Linked DNA regions of Astyanax mexicanus: region 2 is linked to region 1. A link is a contact called in public Hi-C data. All regions are on one chromosome and are shown on one strand. The core of a region is the stretch at or near the end of the contact, and the rest is flanking DNA. Distances in the headings are between cores, read along the strand shown.

What was found. Hi-C and Micro-C count contacts between places; a contact is called where the count stands out from the background.
Region 2: a contact with region 1 is called in a Hi-C map of muscle, with 17 times the contacts expected there. The contact joins the promoter of ckbb here to the enhancer-like site in region 1. A contact is called at or near these places in 2 of 3 Hi-C or Micro-C datasets (both in muscle).

Annotation. Positions count from the first base shown.
Region 1 is chr1:69,580,631-69,586,890 of AstMex3_surface, reverse strand. No RefSeq gene overlaps it. Among protein-coding and RNA genes, the nearest start is that of xrcc3, 16 kb to the right of the region's middle. Within about 2 kb of position 2,625, the one cell type or tissue checked has an H3K27ac peak away from gene starts, as active enhancers do.
Region 2 is chr1:69,651,122-69,657,672 of AstMex3_surface, reverse strand. ckbb (creatine kinase, brain b) reads right to left here and starts at 3,511. Exons shown (of 8, transcript XM_007230924.4): 1 at 3,404-3,511; 2 at 1,172-1,377; 3 at 652-806; 4 at 401-533; 5 at 111-282. The coding sequence starts at 1,364.

The DNA.
Region 1 (6,260 bases), core at 1,376-3,875:
ACCAACATTCAAAACTGACCAAAACATCAGCCAGACAGCATAGGTTCTGAGACGTGGTCTGTGGTCCCCACCTGCAGAACCACTCCTTTATTGAGTGTGTCTTGCTAATTGCCAATAATTTCCACCTGTTGTCTATTCCATTTGCACAACAGCAGGTGAAATTGATTGTCAGTGTTGCTTCCTAAGTGGACAGTTTAATTTCACAGAAGTTTGATTTACTTGGAGTTATATTGTGTTATTTGAGTGTTCCCTTTATTTTTTTGAGCAGTGTATATATATATATATATATATATATATATATATATATATATATATATTCCAGCAGTTTTCAATTTGGTAAAATTAAAGAAACTCATAAAATGCATAAAAACTGATTAAAACCAGGGTTATTCCACCAAATATTGATTCCTGAACTCCTAAATTCTCCTTTATAAATTAAAAAAGTTATTATTTGCAGTTTTTTGTTATTTCAGCCATTTCTCATTTTCTACAATTAAAAGCTCTAAATTACATTATTTTTATTTTAGTTTATAGAATAAAACAACAATGTTCCTTTTGCTTAAACATCTACCTTTGAATTCTGTGAAACGGATTCAGAAACTTAAATGGTCTCTTAATTTTTAAAGAACTGTATGTAGTGGGTTATACGTATTTGCTTGCAATTCACTGCAGCAATACAGATGAAGGGGTAAGTTGCAAAAACATTTAAGCAATTCTCATTTTGTGTGTGTATATATGTGTATTGGGTATTCTGGATATATGAACACTTCCATGTAGGTCATGTTTTGTTTAAGCATCACTGTACAGCAGAATAATGCCACATGCAAACGTACCAACACACTTCCAGAAATGTCTCAAAAAATAAACATAAACAAAACTCATAAGAACTGGTTAGTCAGGTCAAGAGGTACGACAAGTTAGTTTCCCGTGGCTTATTACTCTTTGCTATTACTGGTGTAATGGTTTCTTAATCATTTGTTAGATACCAACGAGAAAGCCAGACTAATTAATACCCTTGATACAAGGATATGTTTAGAGTGCCATTATTGTGAGATACCGGATATCTGTAGATGGTTCACTGGCAATATAGCTATGAAATATAGGAGTTAGTAGCAACATGCCTTTTTTCTTCTTTATGTATAAATACTGTATATATAAACCTGTCCATGTAGATAATAAAGAGCATCACTGCACAGCAGAATACTGCACCACTTCTTGTGCCTTCTTGCAGTTTCCTGGGCAGCACATCTATCTTGGTTAGGTCAAGTCAAATCAATTTTTTTCTGGCTCTTACATTTACAGTCACTATGTATGGAATTTAACAGATGATCTTATTCAGAGTGACTTACAAAAGTGCTTAGTCATTCAAAGCTAGTGTGGCTTAACCCAACATACAAGATATATTTGAGATCTGACGCTGCCAAAATTAAAAATAACTTTATGTAAAAAGAAATGTTATCTATAATTTATTTAGTAGTTTTAAATTTTAGTTTTAAATGTTTCAGAACAGAAATTTTGCCATGACTTTCACAATTACCCTTAACTGCCTTTTCTTTAGGATGCTTTTAAGCTTGAAGAATTTTGACATATTTTACATTTCTCTCCCTCTGCTTTGTTGGCATCATTTAGTTAGTCATCTAGTAGTTCTGTCATCTCATCATCTAGTTAGTCCTGACTAACGAATTCTAATGAGTCAATTAAGATTGGTTCACTATGTAACTTTACAACTGGAAGTGTGTCCAAATGTTTGCACTTTACATGATTACAATGTTTTAATTTTACTACAAATTAACTGAAATAACAATAATGAAATTTTGGGTAAATTTAGTGGAAATGCGATTAAGACAGTTTACTTAACTAAAGAACTGCTTTATTTTATTTTGAACATCTTTAACTGGTTAATTTGTCAATGTTTACAAAACAAAGAGCAGCTTATAAATTATTATTTTGATTTTGTATGCAGGTGTCAGTTCTTCTGTCTATCTATTCATCCATCCTTCCATCATCTATCCATCCATTTATGTCTGTTTTTATTACTCATCAATCACAACAGCTCTCAGTCCTCTCCTCCACAATACACAAACACACACCCACACACTCACGAACCAAAAACAAGTACCATCAGAATGTGTGTGATGAGTCAAGGTTGTTCCACATTGCTGTGCCCTGTTCTGGATGCAGCAGTGTCAAACCAGTTCTCCAATCAGCCCCCTGTGGGCTTTAAAAATCAATCAGCCCACTGGTGCCACCATCTATTCTGCTGCACAGCCATGACAACACAGATAAACCTCCCAACCTCTCAACCTCCCCCTCCCCTATTAAATCACAGCAGACACAGGGCTGCTATTGCCCCACCGGAGCCAGGCTCTGTCATATTCATGAATAATGATTTTCAAAAATGAATAAAGTGCATACTTTATTTTCTACCTAGTACAACAGATGTAATGTAGGCTAATCCTCTTTGGTTTAATCACTGGATGCTTTTTTCATTGTCATACCCCACCAGAACACACAAGATAGACCTCATGCAGAGCTGTAAACTCATACAGATACTGACAGCTCCCTCCCTCCCATCCTCACACCCGCTCCAACACTTCTGCCTGATCTGTCTGCTGTGTGTGTGCGTGCGTGTCCCCGGGGCGTACTGTCCCCAAAATCAAGGACGGCGACTGGTGTGGATCAAAGTGTGATATCCTGCCAGATCTGTCCGTCCATTTCAGCAGTCACACACAAGCAGTCAATTAGAAATAACCTGTTTAGGGAGCACCACAGATAGTCAATGACAACCTGCTCTGGATTGGCCTGAAACATCACTGAGTGAAGGGCTTAAATAGACTCTTGGTGCCCCCTGCTGGTAAAGGGACACTGTGCAATTGACTTAAAACGGTAAATTTTGGGTTGCATATACAGAATTGGAAGATAATCTGTGGCCTACTGGCCTTCAAGTCCTCCTTCGAAATTCCTACTTACAAGGTTGGAGGTGGTAAATACGACTTGACATGCGTCCATGTTTATATAATATTTTATATGTGAAGCAGGTTGTTAAACGTTTTAATAATATTGGGGCTTATCTACAAATCTGAGTTTTCCACTGGTAAATACGAGTTTGTGGTGGCTTTCATGTGCTCTCATCTCATAAATATGATAACTCCGACACAATCTGAAGGCAGCAATACATGCCCAGCGAATACTAGGCATCTTAAAATACAAATTCAGGAATTTGCACAAGTTCCATTATTTGAAATCTAAGTTAAAAAATATCTTTCCAAAGGTGTCCCCTATTTGTGACAAATGTCAAAATAAGTGGCTACACCTTTACATAGCCTTGTCCTCTGTTCTAAACAAACATTTTTTGGGGTTAAATACAGCAGACACTCTCTGTAGTCTTAGAAAATGTATAACAGTTCTATTCAATACTGATAGAAATAGGGCTTTAGGAAGGCATAGTGGCATAAAAAATATTTTATACACATATTCTTATGTATATAAAAATGGGATACAACATTTTTATATACATAACATACAAGGTCACTTTGGTCTGTGGGATGCACAAAAATGTTAAAATCATTAAAATCATGTAAAGCTTGTAAACATTAATTCATGCCAACCATACAGTACAGAAAAAATAATATATATATAGCCACAAGTGGCAATTGACGGTCCAAGCACGGCCACATAGTTTAGCATTTAGCAAGTCTCCTGAAGGCTTGTCTGGCTCAAACTTGGCAATTGTCCTTACAATATCATTGTAAATGAGCAAGGTATTGTTTTTAAAGGCCACAAACCAAAGGCTAAAAAGAATCCTGAGGAATTTCACAACTTTTCTCTGGCTTTAGAAAAAACAATCTACACAATAGTGCAGAACAGTAAATTGTTTGTTTCTAACATGAGATCTCATTAACTCTTTCATTTTAGAACAACACCTTACAATCAACTACTTGGCTTACGAAATATGAATTGGCGTTTTAAACAACACAGTAACATTAATATTTAATCATGTAAGAAATTACCATACATCACAATATCAATCTAATATTTTATCAATGATAATGAATTGCTGTTTTTCTTATTTTATCTATTGTAATATGCAACTAGTATATTTTATCAGTTTCAACATTTATTTGAACAAACTCATAGCTGTGCTTATTTACAGTGCACATTCTGATATCTAGAATGTGCACTTTAGTGTGTTATAAACCATTAAAACATCAATTCAACCAACATAATTTATAAAAGTCAACAGAATTCACATCCTATCTCTCAAAGGTTTCACACTGTAACAGCTTTCCATAACTGACTAGCCTTAGCTTAGCGATTAGCATTGACTAGCGGTTAGCATTGGGTAGCGACTAGCATCGCTAGCGGTTAGCATAGACTAGCGGTTAGCATAGTAAGGGTAGCGTGTTAGCATCAATTAGCGGTTAACATCGGGTAGCGATTAGCATCGACTAGCGGTTAGCATTGGGTAGCGATTAGCATCAACTAGCGGTTAGCATTGGTTATCATCCACTAGCGGTTACCATAGACTAGCGGTTATCATTAACTTTCACTTCTAGAAGTGGTAAAACATTTTCATAACTCTGGCTATTTATTATCCTCATTTTTCTTCCAAAACATCTAAACTTAAACACACCATCAGAAATGAGCTAAAACAGCAGAAGACAGGAAATCTCTTTAAACACATTTCACATACTCACTGGAAACTGCTTCTCTTCTGTGTTAACAGCTAAAATACTGACATAAGAACCGATTGTTAGCCTTAATATATGGAAATAATATATAATTAATATATAATTAACCAAAAGAGGGTGTCATACACTGACACAGTGGTAGATGAAGGGGTTTCTATTGTTTTGTCTTTTTTTAATGGATTAGACCTGAGTGCTTGGTGCTGCAGCAGCTGAAAGATTCCTAAAACAAAAATATTAAATAATACCCCTAAATTACATATTGTTTTAAGTATTGAGAATCTTTCAGCTGCAACCGGGCTTGGAGCACTGGCTAGAGACATTAACACCGCCAACCTGGCTTGGAGTTGACTTTATGAGGGACTAGCCAGCAAGCTACCCTGGTCAAATAGTTGCCTAATAAAGTCAGCAACATGTAACGGTGCATTTCCTAGCTAGTTACACCGAAAGCAGTTACCTATCCACCAGTTTAAGGAGGTATTGGGTTGGCTTTTTTAATACTTGCCTACGTCCAAGAAACGCTATTATTGTTTTTTAAATATAATTAACTGCAGGATGTGTTTCAAACTACACATACGCAATGCCTCACACACTTAATAGTCACTGTGCTTGACCTCTTATCCTTTTTTAAAACTTTTTGTATGATGGCTTCCAAATGTTTTTGGAAGTTTTTTTTAGTGTCTTTGCACATCTGGCTTCCCAAACAGTCTTCAATTTTTTTTTATGTTCACTTTACTTAAATGAAAATTCAATATTTCTAAACATTGCAAAATTCTGAACATAATACACACAAAATACTGGGACGTATATTAGTTTAATTAAACATTTTATAAGGTATAACATTAGGGAAAATATTCTCATTATAATGAGCAAAGTTTACTGGGTTTACATCTGATTAACGTTACTTAAATGTATTTGCAATGTTTCTACAAATTTCAGGCTGTATTTGCTGTGTTAATTAAGCTCACAAAGGATAATTTTAGGTAAAGCTTCCAGCTTCTAATTTTAAGAAGGGCCCCAAAATTTACTGGGCTCCAGAATTTTTTTTTTTAACAGTATAATCAGGTGAGTTGCATGCTATGGTAGAAAAATGCTTTTCCATCTGAAAAAAAGATACTATATCCAGGCTGTCCTTTCTAGTTTTCCAACACAATCCAGTGTAAAACACTTTTACACTGCATCACTGTAAAATTGCCCTAAGCTCAGCCTGCTCTTCCATTCTTGTAAAAATGCTGTTAAGTCATGCATTTTTGTGTACTATCTAAAATACAACTAGAAATTGTAAAAAAAAAAAAAAAATGTAACCATATATTATTGTAACAATTTTACAGCGTAGATAAATGAATGAATTACACAAACCAAGTTACAATGCTTAATTTCTATTTTTTGATAGAAATCATGCCTATACTCACATTGTAGCAAAATAGAGAAAAGAGTCTCACAAATAGTTGAAAATACAAAACCACTTGGATGGAGAGCTTCATAGCTTCATAGCTTCATAGCTTCATAGCTTCATAGCTTCATAGCTTCATAGCTTCATAGCTTCATAGCTTCATAGCTTCATAGCTTCAT
Region 2 (6,551 bases), core at 2,262-4,761, 70 kb before region 1:
GAGTACAAGACATGTCCAGTAAAACCAGCTGGATAATGCATTTAAACTGAGCAGTCAGCCAAGCTGTAGATAGCAGAGTCCATGCCAAGGCAACTCTGAAGCCTACTTACCAGATCCCCCTGCCATCAGGCCAGTCACGTGCCATCCCAGAGGCCAACAGCAGTGGAGACACAGGCTTGTCAAACAGGAAGTGGTCATCAATCAGCTGCTGCTGCTCCTCCTCTGTCATGTTCTTCAGGGCATAGTACTTTCCTTTGAGATCACCATCCAGGGAACTTAAACCTGTACAATTAGAGCATTGCCATAAAAGGGGGGTCAACACTGCAGACTTTTTCTATAGATCACCAAATTAAATTGTACCTCTTTACTGAAATCTAAAGTGTTTATATTTTTTGCCTACCCTCAATAGATAGGTTCTCAATGGCACGTCTCTCTCCACGGCTGCAGTGGGGGGGCAGGCAGAAGCCACGGATGCTCCTACCAGTACGCACTCTGGAGCTCAGGACATAGTTGGGGTCAAGGTCATCTCCACCCTAGAGCATATTGACTTGCATTTACTTTACAGTCCAATATATTAAGATTTAAAAAAAAAAAAAAAAAAAAAAAAAAAAAAAAAAAAAAACACAAAAGGACCCTGATGACAGCATGTACCTGAAGGTTTTCGGCATTCAGGTCTGTCTTGTGTTTGTCTGAGGGCTTGTAGCCTCCGTGGCGGTCCTCAATGACTGGGTCCAACAGCTCTTTGAACACTTCATATGTTTCTTCATCTCCAGCAACACAGCCCACAGTCATGATGAAAGGATGGCCTAGAATTTGGGATAGGGAGGGAAAATAATGTGAATGCCAACATGAGAACCATTTACCAGAGAAGGCTCTTAAACTACTGAAAGCACAAGACCAGCTTGTCATCCAAAAAAACAAACAAAAACCCTATGCTGGTAGGTTAGCTCATTAAGGAGCTCTTGGTCAGCTATTGTTTTTTTTTGGATGACCAGCTGGTCTTAAATTGGAATTTTTAGCAGGGAATGCAGGGACTAGGACCTTATGTCCCAATAACTAAATAACCAGGACGCTCAACAATCTGATTTCAAGCCCGAGGCCGAGGCACAGCATTCATGTTCAGCCATTAGAAATCCAAAGTCTCCAGCAAGGAGCGGCTGAGAGCTTTTACCTGGGTTGTCCACCCCAGTCTGAATTACATCGTCCACCGTGAAGCCGCTGGGGGTTTCTTTGTCCCTCAGGTTGGCGTACATCTCCGGAGTGAGCACCTTGGCCATGTGGTTATTGTGCTGGCTGAGGTCTGGGTACTCCTGCTCCGCAGTGTAGTTCATCTTCAGCTTGTTGTGGGTGTTGCCGAAAGGCATGGTTGCGTCGAGTCTGATGGAAACAAAGAAAAACAGCAAGCGTTTTGTTAAACCATCGAGATCAGATCTGACCTGTGATCTGAGTTCTGGATCGCAGAAATGGCACACTATATAGTTTGTCAGCCATTATGTAGTGCTGTTCCAAACCTCAACAGTACAATACATTTTCTATAGTTACTCAACACCCAAAATGCCTCACAACAGATGCATGTACACTAGAATTTAATTAATTATTTATCATTTTTGGTATGTTTGAGTTGTTTCTGGTCTTATTTAAAATGTGGTAACGTTTTTTTTAAATTCATTTTATAGTACATTTATTTAATTATTTATTAATCTGTAGTTGTATTCCTATTTGTTTTTATTACCTTTGACGTTCTTACCCATGATTAATTCCTACTAAATTCTTTTTTTTTTTTCGTTTTATATCCCATTTTTAAAAAAAATCTTATGTCTTATTACAATACTGGGTCTTTTATGCATTTATTCTTTTTCTTTGACATTCCATTTCCTGTGTATTGGCTCAGCTACACTGTAAATGAGGGCCACCCTCAATGTCCACCGATTATAAATAAAAGTTGAGTTTAAATAAAGGTTAAATTTTCAATTTATTTAAATTAAATTTCCCATGTATACTCCACAATAAAACGTGGTGGCACAAAGACTGTTTGTAGTTTGTGTGTTCCCTAATAAAAGGTCACTATATATAGAAAATACTATATAGTGAACAGTAAAGGAGCTCCCATTGGGAACACAGCTCAGGTGTTTCGTCCAGTTGCGCTGCCAAATGATGGGTTAGACTTATTGCGCATGCGCGGCTACCTATTCCCCGGAGTCAGATTTTGACGGGGCATTACACAACCTGGGATTATTGTGTAAATATTTGCTTACCTATAAAAGAGTAAATTGAACCCAAATTAAACAATTCCTCATTTCTACTACCTTAAGTTTACCTCGCAGCAGAAATGTGTAATATTTATTTCTGTATTTCTTTATATACCATTGATGTGTTGCTTTTAGTCAATCAAAATATCACCAATAAAGCGTTACTATATCTACACGTCTATATGGTTAGGCAACCTCAAATACAGCTACACTATGATGGTTAGCACAAATCGACGCAACACCGGGTCTCGCGTCCCAACACACACACACACACACCAAACACAGGCGGACAAAGCCTCCCCTTCAGCCGCATTAGCTTGTTGTGACGTAACGGAATTAAAGCGTACATTTTACGCAACGAGTCAAAGAGGGGGGGGGGGGGGGGGGGGGCGTGGGGGCGGAATCTGCCGTTAATTTATCCGGTTATCGACCCTCTCTCAGCGCAGTCACCGCGCGTTATTGCAGCATCCACCTTCGGGACGTCTGAGCTCCAGCTACGTTTAAGTGACGTCAGGTGCAAAAATAAAGAAATAAAATAAAATTAAAATGCGATAAGGCATGTCTGGAGCGAGCACTGCCTGTGCCCTTCAACAACCATCTATCAAATTCCTTCAAACCACGGATTATAATAAACCCAAACAAACCCCGCCAAAAAAATCTGGCTACATCTCTCGCGAGCGCACGCGCGCACGTAATGCTGCGCAGCGCCTGCGGGGGAAAAACGCCTCGAAGACCTTGCAGATAAACGGAAAGGCGCTGCAAGGTCGTTGCTGATGCTTTGGGACAAAGCAGACACCCTGCGCCGCTTCCCGAGCCCTCTCCTCCACAGCAGCTACTGGAGACGAGGAGAAAAGAGCATATTTAACCTCCTCCTCCACCAGACTAAAAACCACACCGCTGAGCGCCAGCTCCAAACAGATAACGCTGTGTTTGCGCTGTTTACAGTTTTACGCAGTTTGCGCAGCTCGAGCACCTCGAGGTATCGACGCCGCGCAAACGAAAAAGTGGCGTTTATAATAAAAACATACAGACTATAATAATAACCGTCCGTAACTTCACTTCCATATTAACAAAATGTGTCAATCCGCCTCTAAAAAAACGAACAAATAAATGAATGAATAAATGCAGACAGACAGACCCCTGCTCTCCCCTACCTTGTGTGTAGTTTCTTTGGGAGAGTGACAGCTCTGCCTCCTCCTGCAGTCCTGTACTGAGCACACCGCTACAGCTAATGGTATCCGGCGCTAAGCCGCGTTACGCTGCTTTTATACGCCACCCGAGCCGCGCCCTGATTGGCTGCTATTTGAGTCCATTCATTCTATTGGATAATGCGACGCCTCGCGGCCAGCAGCAGCCGTTGAGTTCTCGCGTGGGTCACGTGAATGTTTCCTTGACAGCACGGTGATGGAGGGAGAGAGAGAGAGAGAGAGAGAGAGAGAGAGAGAGAGGCTGGATAGATGGAAGCATAGACTTCCCCGCTTCACAACAAAGAAACAACCGAGCTGACCACTTAACTTACACTGCGTCTCACAGACTGAGCACTGTCTGCCACTCAGACTAGAGATTATGGCCGTTAACATGTTTGTTCTCTGATTTAGTGCATTCAGACATAGGCAGATTATTTTGGTCTTTAGTTTATCTACAGGAATTCTGTAAATAACAGTGCATCTCAAAAAATTAGAATATTATTGAAAATTTACTTTATTTTAGTAATTTAGTTAAAATGTAAAACGTCTATATTATATAGATGTATTACACACAGAGTGATCTATTGTGATCAAGTGTTTATTTCTTTTATTGTTGATGATTATGGCTTACAGCCAATAAAAGTCCTGTTGGAAAATGAATTCTGCATCTCCATAAAAGCTGTCAGCAAAGGGAAGCATGAAGTGCTGTAAGATTTTCTGTCAGAAGCTGCATTTCTTTTGGACACAGTGAATTAACACCAGCAGATGACATGTCTCTCCAAACAATCACTGACCATCATTTCATTTGGAAATCAAGGGAGCAGAGTCTGGAGGAAGAGTGGAGAGACACACAGTCCAAGCTGCTCGAGGTCTAGTGTAAAGTTTCCACAATCAGTGATGGTTTGGAGAGACATGTCATCTGCTGGTGTTGCTCCACTGTGTTATATCAAGTCCAAAGTCAGTGCAGTGGAACAAAGGCAATATCACTGAATGATACAAGCTTCTATTTTATAATTGTAGCTCCACTTCAAAACTTAAAAAGCAAGCTTTGTCTTATCAAATCATCTGTGATTATGGTCAGGGTACCATAAAGGGCCTGTGTGTGACTAAGGTTGATTTGACAGGTGACCTTTTTGTGTAATTGTGCACGTCTTTTAACCCAGACAGATTCTTTTTTTGCCCCTGATGATGTTGACCATTTGAAAGCCAATAGTTTTCCACTCTTCTATTTATAACAAACACGTTATCAGTTTAGCTAATAGAAAATGTATCCCCATCTGTCTTTTCATTAATCATTTTAATAATGCATCAGTCATTATCTGCAAATAAATTAATGAGCAGTCAGAGAGAGAGTGCTTGTCTCAAAACAAAGGCCTTAGACTAGTCTCCTTTGTGTAACCCCTAGCTCTGAAACTCTAGCTCCTCTGATAAATCGCTGCCCTCAGTGCTGTTGTTTTTCTGTGTCTTTGCTTTGGGCCGTGTTCTTTAGTTTTCTGCCTGTCTGTTAGACAGTTAAAGGCTTCCAGTGAATGTAGGTTTATATGATTGGGTACTTCAGGACATTTATCACAGGGTCTTTGTGCAACATTTACTCCAGTGGCAAAGCTGCCATTTGTGCATGTAAACAAGCTTGATCGCTTCAGGCACTCCATTACAGTGCCATGTTCACAGCAAGAGACATGTTTTCTGAATACAAAGTGAAAGGGGCATATCTTGACTTTAAGCATTTTCACAGCTAACAAATTTGGTTAGTAGAATGTTTTCTGAACGTTACATTTAATGTTCTTAGCACGCTCAATCAGTCAAGTTTTCTGGATGTTTGGCTAACCTTTCTGGAACCTTTTCAAAACATTGCTAAACGTTCTTATAACGTTCTCTGTTAGCTGGGTTGTCATGGTTAAATCTTTCTTGCTTGAATTCAGTCTTTAGTGAGTGATTTAATGAGTCTGAAGGATTAGACAGTAGATAAGATTTAAACCTTTTTTAAATAAGCCTTCTTACTGAAGTTCCTGGGCCTCAATCCCACACTGGCCCTGTCTGAAGGAAAAAAAAGGAAAGATATTTTACGATTAAAAGGCGGTCCTCGTTGTTCTTAAGAAGCAGTGGGTGCAGAGTATTTACTTTTAGTAAGTAGAAGCAAAAGAAGGAAGCTGTGCCGAATGTGAGGCTAGAGTGAACAATTCTGTCCAACTACATCTATTTTTACGAGTCATGTCCTTGAAGCTTCTGATGGATTGCCAGAATAGTAACTGCATGCTGCTTCAGAGACAAGTGTAGGTGTGTACTGTACAGAATGATATTGATGGATTTGTTTTTTTATAGATAGCATATATATATTTACATCATAATCTGTTGGGTAAAATCTAAACTCCTAGTAGTACCCTTAAAGAAGAATGTTGGATAAACTAGTATCTTCTAATGTCTGTACACTAAGATGCCACATGGTCATGGGACAGGAGCTAGTATGTAGTGTCCAATGGCTTTTGCCAGGTCCTTTTGAAGTTGCTTCACTGATCTGTGGGATATATGTGTGGGGTCTCCCACATTGAATGAGGATGTGATTTCCTACCTACTGCACTGTTCACAGTGGACGATTATGCCTCCTATGTTGTCTTCCCGCAACACACAATGTACAACACATAGATCAAGAACACACAACTTTGGAGTTTCATCCATACTGCACATCACTGTGCCATCAGCACCCTGGTCCTGGTTTTCATCCTCACTCACAAGATAACACCTTACAACTTATGCAGATGTGGGTGTTTCCAAGCCGTCCCCTGAGATAACACTTCAGAGAGAACGCTTCAGGAGCATTTTTTTGGAACTATAAGGCGCAACAGATTGTAAGGCGCAATAAACATCTATGTTCTGGTCTATTTTCATACATAAGGTGCACTGGATTATAAGGCCCACTATGCGACACTAGTAAGGAACAGCTGTGTCACCATGTTTTCCTTTCAATTCAGCAAAAATCTAAGCTAAGTAAACAAAATTGTAAAACAAAACATTTTCTTTTAAAGTCAAATGAGTGCTGGATGTTAATCTACAAAGATTTCTCTCCTGAAAACTGTTTATTTGGGTGAGTAAAGTGCTTCCGTTTATGTACAGTAAG